2 separate regions of the Mus musculus genome follow, and region 2 is linked to region 1. The links are chromatin contacts, called in public Hi-C maps. All regions are on one chromosome and are shown on one strand. The core of a region is the stretch at or near the end of the contact, and the rest is flanking DNA. Distances in the headings are between cores, read along the strand shown. Region 1 overlaps Pdzrn3 (PDZ domain containing RING finger 3). Region 2 has its middle 36 kb from the start of Gm34335.

Region 1 (5,461 bases), core at 1,245-3,744:
GTGAGAGGGTACTTGTAGAGTCTATAAGTGTGGCAGCCGAAATGCTCAGTGTACCACTTAACTGAGTCCATAGCTGTAATTTACACATCTGCTCTGAAAACAGTTTCAGATTTCACAAGTCCAATGACGTAGCATGCCTGCAATATAATATTCCACTTAAAATACTGCCAGCATCAAAAGTATGTAACAAAGTGAGATAAGACAAAACCAGCTGACCACACACACACACACACACACACACACACACACACACACATGGCTAAGGTAAGGCGCTTTGATGCAGACTGCCACATAAGGTGAACGTGAGCAGGAGTCTTTCTGGTCAAAGCAAACAACACAAATACTGCAAGATAAAAGATACAGCATTTCCTCAAAAATAAAGAGAGGATTACTATGTGTTCCGGAAATGCACCTCCTCCTAAACTGCAAGGAGGGTCTCGAAGAAACATCTGATAACCCCATTCTGAGCATCATTATTCAAAATTGCCTCAAGTAGTGGAAGCAATCCAAGCATTCCTCAGTTAGTGAACAGATGACGTGTGGTGAATCACAGGAGAGAGTACAACTGAACCTTCAGGACGAAGGAGATGCTAACACACAGTGAAACATGACCGAGCACAGAGGGTGTTATGCTGAGTGCAAATAAGCCAGCCAAAAAGCTACAAATACTACGATTCCAATAAGGGGGTGGCTCAGGTTTGCTATTATAGAGTTGCAGTTATAGAGACAGAAAGTCGACGGCATTTGCCACGGCAGGGTCATGAGATGAACAAGGATCTGATGCCTGATGGATAAACAGTCAGCTTGAGATGTTTACAAAATATTACAAAAACGGATAGTGGCAATGGTTGTGCAACAGTAGCCAAGTCTTTAATGTGCCCCAAGCTGGATACTGAAAATGGCTAAGGGAGCTTGGGAGATGGCACAGAGGTTAAGAAACCCCCGTGCTCTTGCAAGACTCAAATTGGGTGCCCAACCCCCATACTGGGTGGCTCACAACCACTTGTAATTCTTGCTCTTGGGTCTGACACTGTTTTCTGGTCTCCTGTAGGTGCCTCTTGTGGACATACCCCACCCTCCAATACCCATAATTAAATAAAATATTTTGAAAAGTGGTGGAGAGGGTAAATTTTATGTTATACGTATTTTACCATATCTTAGAACAACCTGAAGAGGAAGGGGAGGAGAGGAAAGAGATATATCTATGGCCTCAGTCCATTCAAGTTATTGTAACAACAACAACAACAATACTTATTATTCTGGAAGCTGGCAAATCCAAGATCAAGTCACCAGCAGCTTCTGTGTCTTGGGAAGAACTGCTCCCAGGTTTCTGAAGGTGTCCTATTGCTGTTTTCACACGAGAGAAGCTACATGACAGCTTTCTGGGCCTCTCTCATAAGGATAGCACCCTTATAACATCGTCGCCCCACAAACGTCCCATTTGCTAATTAGTATGAGAACACTGTCAGCTTTCAGTGTGAGAGTTTTGTGTGAACACACACAGATCACAGCCTCTGTGTAGTGTAGGCCCCACAGTGAGTAGATGGCATAAATACAGTCAGACTGCCTTGCAGAGTGGGAGCAGGGGGATTGCTGTGAAGAACGGAATGGGAACTGTACCAGCAATTAGAAACTGATCCAGTGGAGAGCAAGCAGCTAGCATGGTGTCCCATGGTGTCCCGTAGTGTCCCAAGCTCTCACAGTAGGGAGGCTGAGGCAGGAGGATCCAACTTCGATAAGACTATATCTCTGAATAAAACAAAAACTTGTATATTAATAATTACAAAAACAAAGGAGAGCTAAAGTGTCCTGCAGAATACATTTTGAGAGGGGTAGTGAACTTTCCTCTCTACCTGCAGTTATCCTAAAAGCATTTTGGCAGGGAAACACTGAGAGCAGCTATCCCAACCTCATTTTCCTCTCTCTCTCTCTCTGTCTCTCTCTCTCTCTGTCTCTCTTTCTCTCTGTCTCTCTCTGTCTCTCTGTCTCTCTGTCTCTCTGTCTCTCCCTCCCTCCCTCCCTCCCTCCCCTCCCTCTCTCCCTCCCTCCCTCCCTCCCTCCGTCCTATTCTGCAGGATTCTCTCTGGTCAGCCAGGGGACTGGAGATGGAGTTCTGGGCAGAAAATGGGAAAGAAAGAGGAACAGACAGGAGTAGCATCAGCATTCAGGCAGATAGACATGCACTACCATGGTAAGGAAAGCAACCACAGTCCTGAATGAAACACAGCAAGCTGTAAAAGGGGGCTTGGGCACAAGGCCATGCTTGGGAAGAGAAGGAGAAACCAGCAAAGGGGTGCTTCCTGCTGGGAAATGCAGAGCAGAATCTTAAAGGGATATGTACTGAATGGGGAGGTGTGTTGACTTTTGGGACCACGATGAGGAAACATCAAAAGGGGCCTGAGCATGCTCTGCTTCTTCGTTAGACATAGGCTCAGTGCGTTCCAGGTACAGCCCCACACCTCGCACGGGTAGCAAGACATGGGACTATTTTCACAAAGTGGTGATACTTCCAGCTTTGGCAGAAAGCCTGAGTCTAGGCGTGTCCTCAAGGGACAGCAGCCAGTTAGAGATGCTGTGGGAATCAAACGAGGGATCTTGGCAGGAAAGAATTGAGAACTTCTCACATCTCAAGGGGAGAAGGCTCCAGGGACCCACTGTCAACGTATTTTCTTCCTGAGTAGACTCTACCTCGGCTGCGCCTCCTTCTAGCCTTGTTCAGCCAAGGATGAGACTTTTGCCTTCTGAACAAGTTTAGAGCCAGAGCCCGGACTGTCCTTCCCCCACTCCCCATGCCTAATAATTCTTATTTCTAAGAAGCAGAGATCAGCTGACCAAAGCTTTGCCAAGCTTCCAAGGATCAAAATGTGCACTTGGGAGGGGTGCGTGGTCAGATGGCGCCAGATGAAAAAGATGCTGGGCTCACTCGCTGCTTTGTGGTCTCTGAGTTGCCTCCAGCACAGCAGAGCAGAATCAAGACCTCCACCCTATGACCTAAAAACAAACCAATCTCTACAAAACATATTCAGTCCTGTGCAAGACGCTAGCGGGGAGAGGCGCAGATCCTAGTGAGACTGACACATCTCCCAGGCTGTGGGGACACCATCTAGTAATCTATCCTGCTACTCCTATGCCGCCTCATCAGACCTGCTAAGGACAAAGATGATATTAACCAACCCGACTCTCTAGCTGGGGCTGCCATTCAGGAGAAGCCTCTCCCAGGTTTGGAAAATAAATGTCCCCCCCCCCCCCCAGTAAGGGCAGCTTGAAGAATTGGCTAAATACACATCTCTACATTCATTCTAAGATTTAAGACTTATACACAGAGGGCAGGGACTAAGATCTATGGTTAAAGAGTCAAACCTGGCCTTCTGGCCATTTTGGTTTTTTTTTAATGAGGCTTGTGAGCTTTTAAGTGACCAAAATGATCCTACTTTGTGATGTATGAAAGTCTATGAAATTCAAATTTCTGTTTTCCAGAAATAAAGTTTTGATTGGAACACAGCCACACCCACTTGTTTTTAGTTTTGTCAAAGGCTCTTTTTTTTTTCCTTCGCTGGGAGAGCCAAGAAACTGTGACAGTCTAGTAATAGCTCCCGACCCGAAATGTCCACTCTCTGACCTTCTGAAAACACTGATCGCCAGCCTAGAGGACTAGCAAACAAGGCACTCACGAGGTATGCACCCAGCCACCCGCTCTGATGGAGAGTCAGTTTAGATTTAACTTTAAACACTCCGATTACTGCTACATCAATGCGAGGCTTTTAAACTCACCACAGTGATATGCCAGCATGTTCTACAGTTAAATGCACATTCAGGAAGGCTCAGATTTCTCACTACCCTGTAACCAGGCCCAAAACGTTCTCTATCCCCTCAGCCTCAGTCTCTGCAGCAACAAAATGGACTTTGCAGGAGGGCCAGTTTTCAGAGAGTTTGAGAATTAAACAGTTCGGTGAAATCTGACCTCTTTTGTTTTCTGAGACCTGTTATTCATTCAGGTTCTTTGTCTAGTTTTACATTTAGTCTTGCAACTGGATGGACAGATTTTTCCCTTCTCAGGATAGAGTTACTTGGTGATGGTGGTGGTAGTGGTGGTGGTGATGTTAGCCCTTCCTTAGTAAAAACTAGGGGAACAGAAATTTGTGGCTGCGTCATGTCCATACCGTACTCCCCCACACAGTCAGCACAGAGGCACAACACAGTATCTCAAACCAAATGCCTGGTGCTTTACTCGGAAACTTTACCTCTTAATGTGGTATCCGGCATCGAGCAAGTATCTGTATTGTAGAAATGTACTGACTGTCATCTCAGAACGCTGTCACTGTCTGTGGAGGGTGATACCCACCTAAGGAAGATAGGCTCTTTGGAATTTGCATCGGAGATGAATTACTTCTGTAAGGCCACAGCTTTTATAGTTAATGATATAACTTGAAGCATGCTACTTTGGGACCCAAGTGTTAACTATGAATTCACTCACACCCTCAGTGGTATGCGTCTAAATGAAAGGTAGGTCTCAGGAAAGCACACAATGTCCTAGCTAATGAGATATGACAAGAAAATAAAGGTAGAGATAGCTGATGAGAAGGAATTCTTATTATTTAGAGGGGACATGATAGGGTATTCCCAAAGAGCTTTATACAAAAACAAAACAAAAACAAACAAACAAACAAACAAAAAACAGATGAAGCTATTTTAAAAGTTATCAATAACAACATCTGCTCACACATGTTCATATATCCATATATGTATTCATATATAGGCATAATGCACACTCACACATAAAAAGCATCAAGTAGCAAATAAAATATGTGGTGATTCCTTGCCAGGAGAAAAAGCCCACGTTTTTTTCCCCAAGGAGCATGGGAAATGGGATGGAAGAAAATGGATCAGAGCACTTCAAATAACTGAAAGCTAGGAGTGCAGAAACGGAGCAGCTGGTGAAAGGTCCAGAGTGCAGTATGGTGATCTAGCGTAGAGATGAGAGCCTTCAAACAGACCTCGGCCCCAGTACAGCGCAGCAGGCGACACAAATCCCCCCCTCATTCAGTACTGCTGGTGAGTGCTTTCTGGAAGCTGTTTCCATTTAGGAGCAAACAGATTCAACTGGCAGAAAGGAAGCAGAAAGCTTTTGGGAAAGCAGCAGGAAATGAATGGGGGGGTGCATTCGCTGAGACCTGGGAAAGGGTCCAGAGCGTGCTTGTAAAAGGAGTTGGGGAGTCTGGGAGCCAATTTCCCAAATTTACAATTTGGAGATGGAGGGAAGTTCAATACCGTGAAGGAATTCTCATTCGCAAATACAGAGGGCTTGCTTGCTCTTCTTGGAGACTGCGCCTGTCATCAGACACTTGTGTTCTGGGTGTATGGGAAACTTTCGGACTCGAAGGTCTGGGTTTTACTTTACTATATCATCTTGCAAAAAGGAAAACGGGACACGATAGACGTGACCATCCTCTTAACATAGTTA
Region 2 (6,077 bases), core at 1,127-3,626, 200 kb after region 1:
CCTCACTGGTTATTTGAACATCATCCAAGCCAAGGTTTAGTGTCTGGGGAGGGTTCTCACTGGCATCTCTAGGTAGAGCCCTGGATTCTTGATCCACCTCTAGTCCCAGTGTGAATAGTGCTTAGGACTGGCACATACTCATAGTTCTCCAGCTTAAAATGTGCATTGGTTTCATGGACAGAATTATATTATATTAACATATTATATACTTGAGGAAAGCTGTGTCTAGGTGTTTTAGCTAAAAATCATGTGATTTTATTAGATGCAACTGTAAGTTACCTTTTGTATAACTATGGAATTATGGATAATTTTATGCCATCTGTAAATTATTTGATCTCTGCATTTCATCTCTGTATAATACTGGGAGATGCTACACACTGAAGTTACTAGAACGGCAGCCAACTGGACTCCTTGGGTTTGATGCTTCGTGCTGGAGCAAGCTCAGCTTCTTTTAGGATAAATGGGCCATCTATAATAGACAGCAGAATGATCTGAGGATCTGAAAGGACAAAGGAAGAGGGAATGCTGTAGAGTTATTGGCCATGAACAAAATTTCAAATATTTCCAAGATCTTGATTTATAATCCTGTACTTTTCTCTTCTCCTATTTTATTCTTCCCTCCTGTTCTCTCCTCTTCCTTTCTTTCTTCTCTCTGATATTTTTGTAGAGTTCATTATTTACAAGAAATCACACTCACTAAGGCAAGCAATAGTCAATGGCCAGAAGCAGTCCAGAACCTTCTCAGACTCAAACCAGGGCTGTTTCCAATATTGTTGAAGCCTGTTTTGCCCATTGCCTCTTATCAGCAGATGTGGCTGCCAACTTTGTCCATCTTAGAACATAAAACTAGATAGAGAAAATAGATGGTATACAGCCTACATGTGGGCCACAGGAACTCCACAAAACAGCTGTCATGGGTTGGGTCAGAGCTAAAACCGTTTCCTGCCTCTGGGAAATCAGTGCTCTGAACCCTTCATATGTTCCACGTGGAGCGGTATGTTTCTTCACTGATCTGGGAAGAAGGCCCGATTTTTTGCAGAGTTCCGTGCATACATGGGAACTCCAGCATGACTATGCACAGTGTATGTGAAAATCAGAATCCTAGTGAGTTAGAAAGGTGGTTAAGTTGGTAAACTGCTTATCTTATAAGAATATGAACCTCAGTTTGATTCCCAGAACCCATGTTATAAAAGCAAGGCATGATGGTGCATGCTTATGATTCAAAAACTGGGCAGGCAGATACAAGGGTATCACAAGGGATCACTGGCCAGCCAGACTAAACTACTTGGCCAGTGAGAGACCCTGTCAAAAAATAATAAGGTAGATAGTGTTTGAGGAACACGTCTTCTGCTACACAAATGCAGACACACACAGAGAGAGGCATAGACACACAGACAGACATAGACATACAAATAGACAGACAGACAGACACACACACACAGACACATACACAGAGGCATAGACACACAGACAGACATAGACATACAAATAGACAGACAGACAGACAGACACACACACACACAGGTATAGACACACAAACAAACATAGACATACAAATAGACAGACAGACAGACAGACAGACAGACACACACACACACACACACACATACACACACACACAAAATGTTGGCATTTTGTCAAGGTTCTTCCCCACAGTTACATGGCAACAGCCAGGTATGCCTGGCTCACTATAAAAGGGGCTGATTGCCCCCTTCTCTCTCTTTTGGTTTCTTGTTCTTGCTTTGTCCTCTTCTTCCTGCTCCCCCCTCTCCATTCCCCCTGCTCTCTCTTTCTACATGCTCTTGGCTGGCCGCTACCCCTCTTCTCTCTCTCTCTCTCTCTCTCTCTCTCTCTCTCTCTCTCTCTCTCTCTCTCTCTCTCTCCCTCCCTCTCCATCCTCTCTCTCTACTTCTCTCTCAACTCCCTTCCCCATGCACTGAATAAACTCTATTCTATATTATACCATGTGGCTGGTCCCTCAGGGGGAAGGGATGCCTCAGCATGGGCCCCTGCAGAGATATCCCCTTCCCCCACACCTGATTAAACATCCACGAAACATATTCCTTTTCTCCTTATATTTTTATAAAACAAAACACACACACACACACACACACACACACACACACACACACACACACAGGATCTGCCCTCAGGGATGATCCTCTTAGGAGCTGGTCAGTGCCTGGGAACCAACATTTTAAACAAGACACTTTCTCCCCCTCTTCTTCACTTTTCACCATTCTCCTTTAGTCTGAATGGTTCTGGTAATTTTTTTTCTGACTGAGGCAAAAGCTGAGGAGGTAAATCCTGCCAGTCTATCCTGCTGCAGTGAGCTTGCTGGGATCCATGTGTCAGCTCAGCTTTCTGGCTGCTTGCAGAGGGCTAGAAAGTTGGATCATCTGGGGCTGGCTGACATTCCCCTGCAATGGAATTTCCTTTGCTGCAGAACCTGCGGCCAGCAGCATGCTGTGCACAGATTTTGTTTTTACTCAATAAGTTTTCCTTGAACTGGACCCGATCGAGCCGCAGTTAAGAAAGGAGCCTGAAGGCTCTGCCAACACGTCAGCTGCAAAGCAGACATCCTGAAGGGCTTACAGTGTGGAAAACAAAATGCCTACGGTGGCCCATGAAAGGGCACAGTGCTATTGATCATGCCAGCTACATGGTGAGATATGCTTCTTGTGCCCTGGCAGAGGAGTTCATCTTGATAAAAACCAGGGTTGGAAGAAGTGATGGATGTACTTAGATATGTGGCTAACCCCCAGCGAGCTGAGGTTTCTGTGTTTCCAACAGACTTTGACATGGGGGAGGAAACACATTAGAAGAAGAAATTGCTGGAGGAGAGGTTTGCCTTTCCCACCCCCAACACCAAAGACATTCTGAACTAGAAAGAAAGCAGGTCCCGAGGATATGAAATGCTGAAGTGCTATGGAGAGCAGCTACTTCAGCTGAGGTTGCTGGTGGGTGGGGAGAGATGACCCAGATTCAAGACAGTGAATCAGAGGAAGGCTGAAAGGAGATACATCTTTGGTGGCAGAAGGCTGTTTTGCCTTTTTTCCATCTGAGAACGGGAGTGCTTCCTTCAAAAGGAGAAAGTAACTCATAGCAGTGTCATATAGAGAGCTCAAGAGAGAGGAGTTCTAATGAAGGCCATGGGTAGCTTCAGAAAGAACCGAAGGCCATCTTAGTGACCGATGGACATGTACCCATGATTGTGATGGACACTGCCAAGTATATTGCTCTTTTCAACTTTAGGCAGCCATTAGCAATCGATCAGAGTTAACATTGAAGCTAAAGAGAAATGGAGCCTAAGAGATGCTCAGTTGGTAAAGCACTTGGGGCACAGCCATGAGGACCTACATTTTTGATTCCCAGCACTCCTATAAAAGTGAGATGGGCTGGAGGTGCATGTTTGCCATCTCAGAGCTCGGGGGACAGAGAGAGGAGGGTCCAGGGAGGCTGCTGGTGAGGAAGGTCAGTCGAATTGGCCAGCTCTAGGTTCAGGGAGAGAACTTGTCTCAAAATATAAAGTGGAAAGTGATTAATGAAGATACCTGATATTGACATTTGGCCCCTGAAAATGTTCATGGGCACATGTTCACATACATGAACACAGACAGACAGATAAGTGTGTGCACGTGTTCACGCGCAAACACACACACACACACACACACACACACACACACACACACACACACACACACACCTTTTTATCGCCACTTTACTCTCTTCCCGGAGCCTTAGGAGTGGGGGTTGTGCTGTACACAGTACACATATCAGCTGGGACTAGGTATCACAGGGTCAGTTGTTCTCTGCATTAAATGAGTTGTGAATCTCAGTGATAATTTCCAGATCCAGTGTGTAGTCTTCTCAAAGACTCCTCAGCCTCATCTTGATTTCTTATTACCTGCTTCTTTCATGAGGCTGTGAACTTGATATTTTCAGTAGACATCTGTGTGACAATGGGTGTATGAGCACCCAGAGGTGGGCATTCCGGGCCCACCATTTGGGTTGGGTTCTTTTTTTTTTTTTTTTTTTACAGGAGTTTGGCAAAAGTTATATGTCAAATAAAAACCACAACCCTTTCTCTCCTTAAAGAATACTAAATCCTCTGGGCAAAACTCTGACATGCCTATGAGTGTCTCTGGGGTATACATTTGAATAACGGCAACAGTTGTCATACTGATATGTTGTTACGCTGTAGGCTCTGTGCTCGGGCTCTCAATAAGATTATGCCATTAAATCTTTGAATGTTTTCAGCATAATTTTCCAGAAGAGAACACTGAGGTTCACAGAAGTTGAGCAACTTCCCCGAGGTCATATAGCTGGGTACTGGCCAAGCTGCTATTCGGATTCAAGGAGTCAGACATTCCAGGATTAGTTTGAAGCTTGCACTTATAGTCCAGAGGCCACCGAGACCCTCCCCCCCTTTCTCAGTCTGGTGAATAAGGGAAGATGTGAAGGCTCAGAGCAGACAGACTTCATTCCCTAAATAGCTGGTGTGGAGATTTCTACCACCCACCTCCTCTCTCTCTCTCTCTCTCTCTCTCTCTCTCTCTCTCTCTCTCTCTCTCTCTCTCTCTCTCTGGCAACGGTGAGCTGTGTGGAGAGGAAGCATGCAGAAATGGTAAGCTGACACCTCACTGCCTCACCGCCATGACTTATGAGCACACATCAGACACACAGTTGCCAAACACCCTCTCATGACACTCATTTTCCTCAGGTCCCAGCTGCCTGAGGGCCCTGAAAGAAAGCTGGGGCCAGCTCTGGGGTCAGCCGAACAAACAGATGGAGATGAGGGGAGGTGACACTCGATCAGGCCTCCGCATCTGCTGGGCCTGCCATGGCTGCTTGGGCTGCCTGATGTCTTGACCTAGCTAATCTTGGTGGTCATCCTCAGGCCGGCTGTCCCGTGTCATTCATGGCCACCCTGAGGTGACTTCTGCTTAGAGATGCTCTTACTCAGAAAGTCAAGCTGACTGGGTCCCAACTGCTTTTTTTTTTTTTTTTACATTATGGCTTTGAGCCTACCTTTTTTTTTTTTTTTTTAAAATTAGGTATTTTCCTCGTTTACATTTTCAATGCTATCCCAAAGGTCCCCATACCCAACCCCCCAATCCCCTACCCACCCACTCCCCCTTTTTGGCCCTGGTGTTCCCCTGTACTGGGGCATATAAAGTTTGCAAGTCCAATGGGCCTCTCTTTGCAGTGATGGCCAACTAGGCCATCTTTTGATACATATGCAGCTAGAGTCAAGAGCTCCCGGGTACTGCTTAGTTCATATTGTTGTTCCACCTATAGGGTTGCAGTTCCCTTTAGCTCCTTGGGTAATTTCTCTAGCTCCTCCATTGGGGGCCGTGTGACCCATCCAATAGCTGACTGTGAGCATCCACTTCTGTGTTTGCTAGGCCCCGGCATAGTCTCACAAGAGAGAGCTATATCTGGGTCCTTTCAGCAAAATCTTGCTAGTGTATGCAATGGTGTCAGCATTTGGAAGCTGATTATGGGATGGATCCCTGCATATGAGCCTACCTTTTGGCAGACAGTTTTTGTATGGACAGCTCCTGGGTATTGTACAGCTAATATTAATGTGTTTGTGTAGCTATGTATTATTCATCCCGTGTTTTATAGCTTGATATCAACAATGCACACTAACTTTGTGAGGCTAACTAAACTTTTAGGAATTTCATCATAACATCACGAAAGATACAGATTTGTTTGAGGAATGTGCTCTATGTTCATATGCAGACGTCATCCACTCACCTACCTCTCTAACAGTTACGGGGCACTTAGGATTGCCAACCAGCCTTCCTTACATGGGCTCCTGCCAAGCCAGAAGAGAAAAACAACTTCATTAATGCCCCAATCACACATGCATGCTACAGGAGGAAAAATGAACTTGGCACAAACCGATTGGTAGAATTTCAATCAGAGCAAAGCTGCACTTAAGAAGAGTGGACTATGGGGTACTTAAATGCTTAATTCCTTTCAGACCTCCACTGAGACCAGAGGGAGGAGACAGGGAGATGAGACATGTTGGGGAACACAGGTTTTATCTGAGTTTCACTGGAGGGCAT

What was found. A called contact is a pair of places that touch in the nucleus more often than the background predicts.
Region 2: a Hi-C map of uterus shows a contact between it and region 1, with 2.0 times the contacts expected there. The contact joins two enhancer-like sites. A contact is called at or near these places in 7 of 484 Hi-C or Micro-C datasets (cerebral cortex, myocytes, nephron progenitors and 2 more) and 4 of 115 datasets of contacts at active chromatin or transcription factors (astrocytes and embryonic stem cells).

Annotation. Positions count from the first base shown.
Region 1 is chr6:101,275,912-101,281,372 of GRCm38.p6, forward strand. All of the region lies in intron 3 of Pdzrn3 (PDZ domain containing RING finger 3), which reads right to left. All of the region lies in intron 1 of Gm33934 (predicted gene, 33934), which reads left to right. Among named protein-coding and RNA genes, the nearest start is that of Gm33934, 6.7 kb to the left of the region's middle. Within about 2 kb of position 2,495, at least 20 of the 459 cell types and tissues checked have an H3K27ac peak or open chromatin away from gene starts, as enhancers often do. A contact at or near this core is called in uterus, where this site is marked.
Region 2 is chr6:101,480,350-101,486,426 of GRCm38.p6, forward strand. No RefSeq gene overlaps it. Among named protein-coding and RNA genes, the nearest start is that of Gm34335, 36 kb to the right of the region's middle. Within about 2 kb of position 2,377, at least 68 of the 459 cell types and tissues checked have an H3K27ac peak or open chromatin away from gene starts, as enhancers often do. A contact at or near this core is called in uterus, where this site is marked.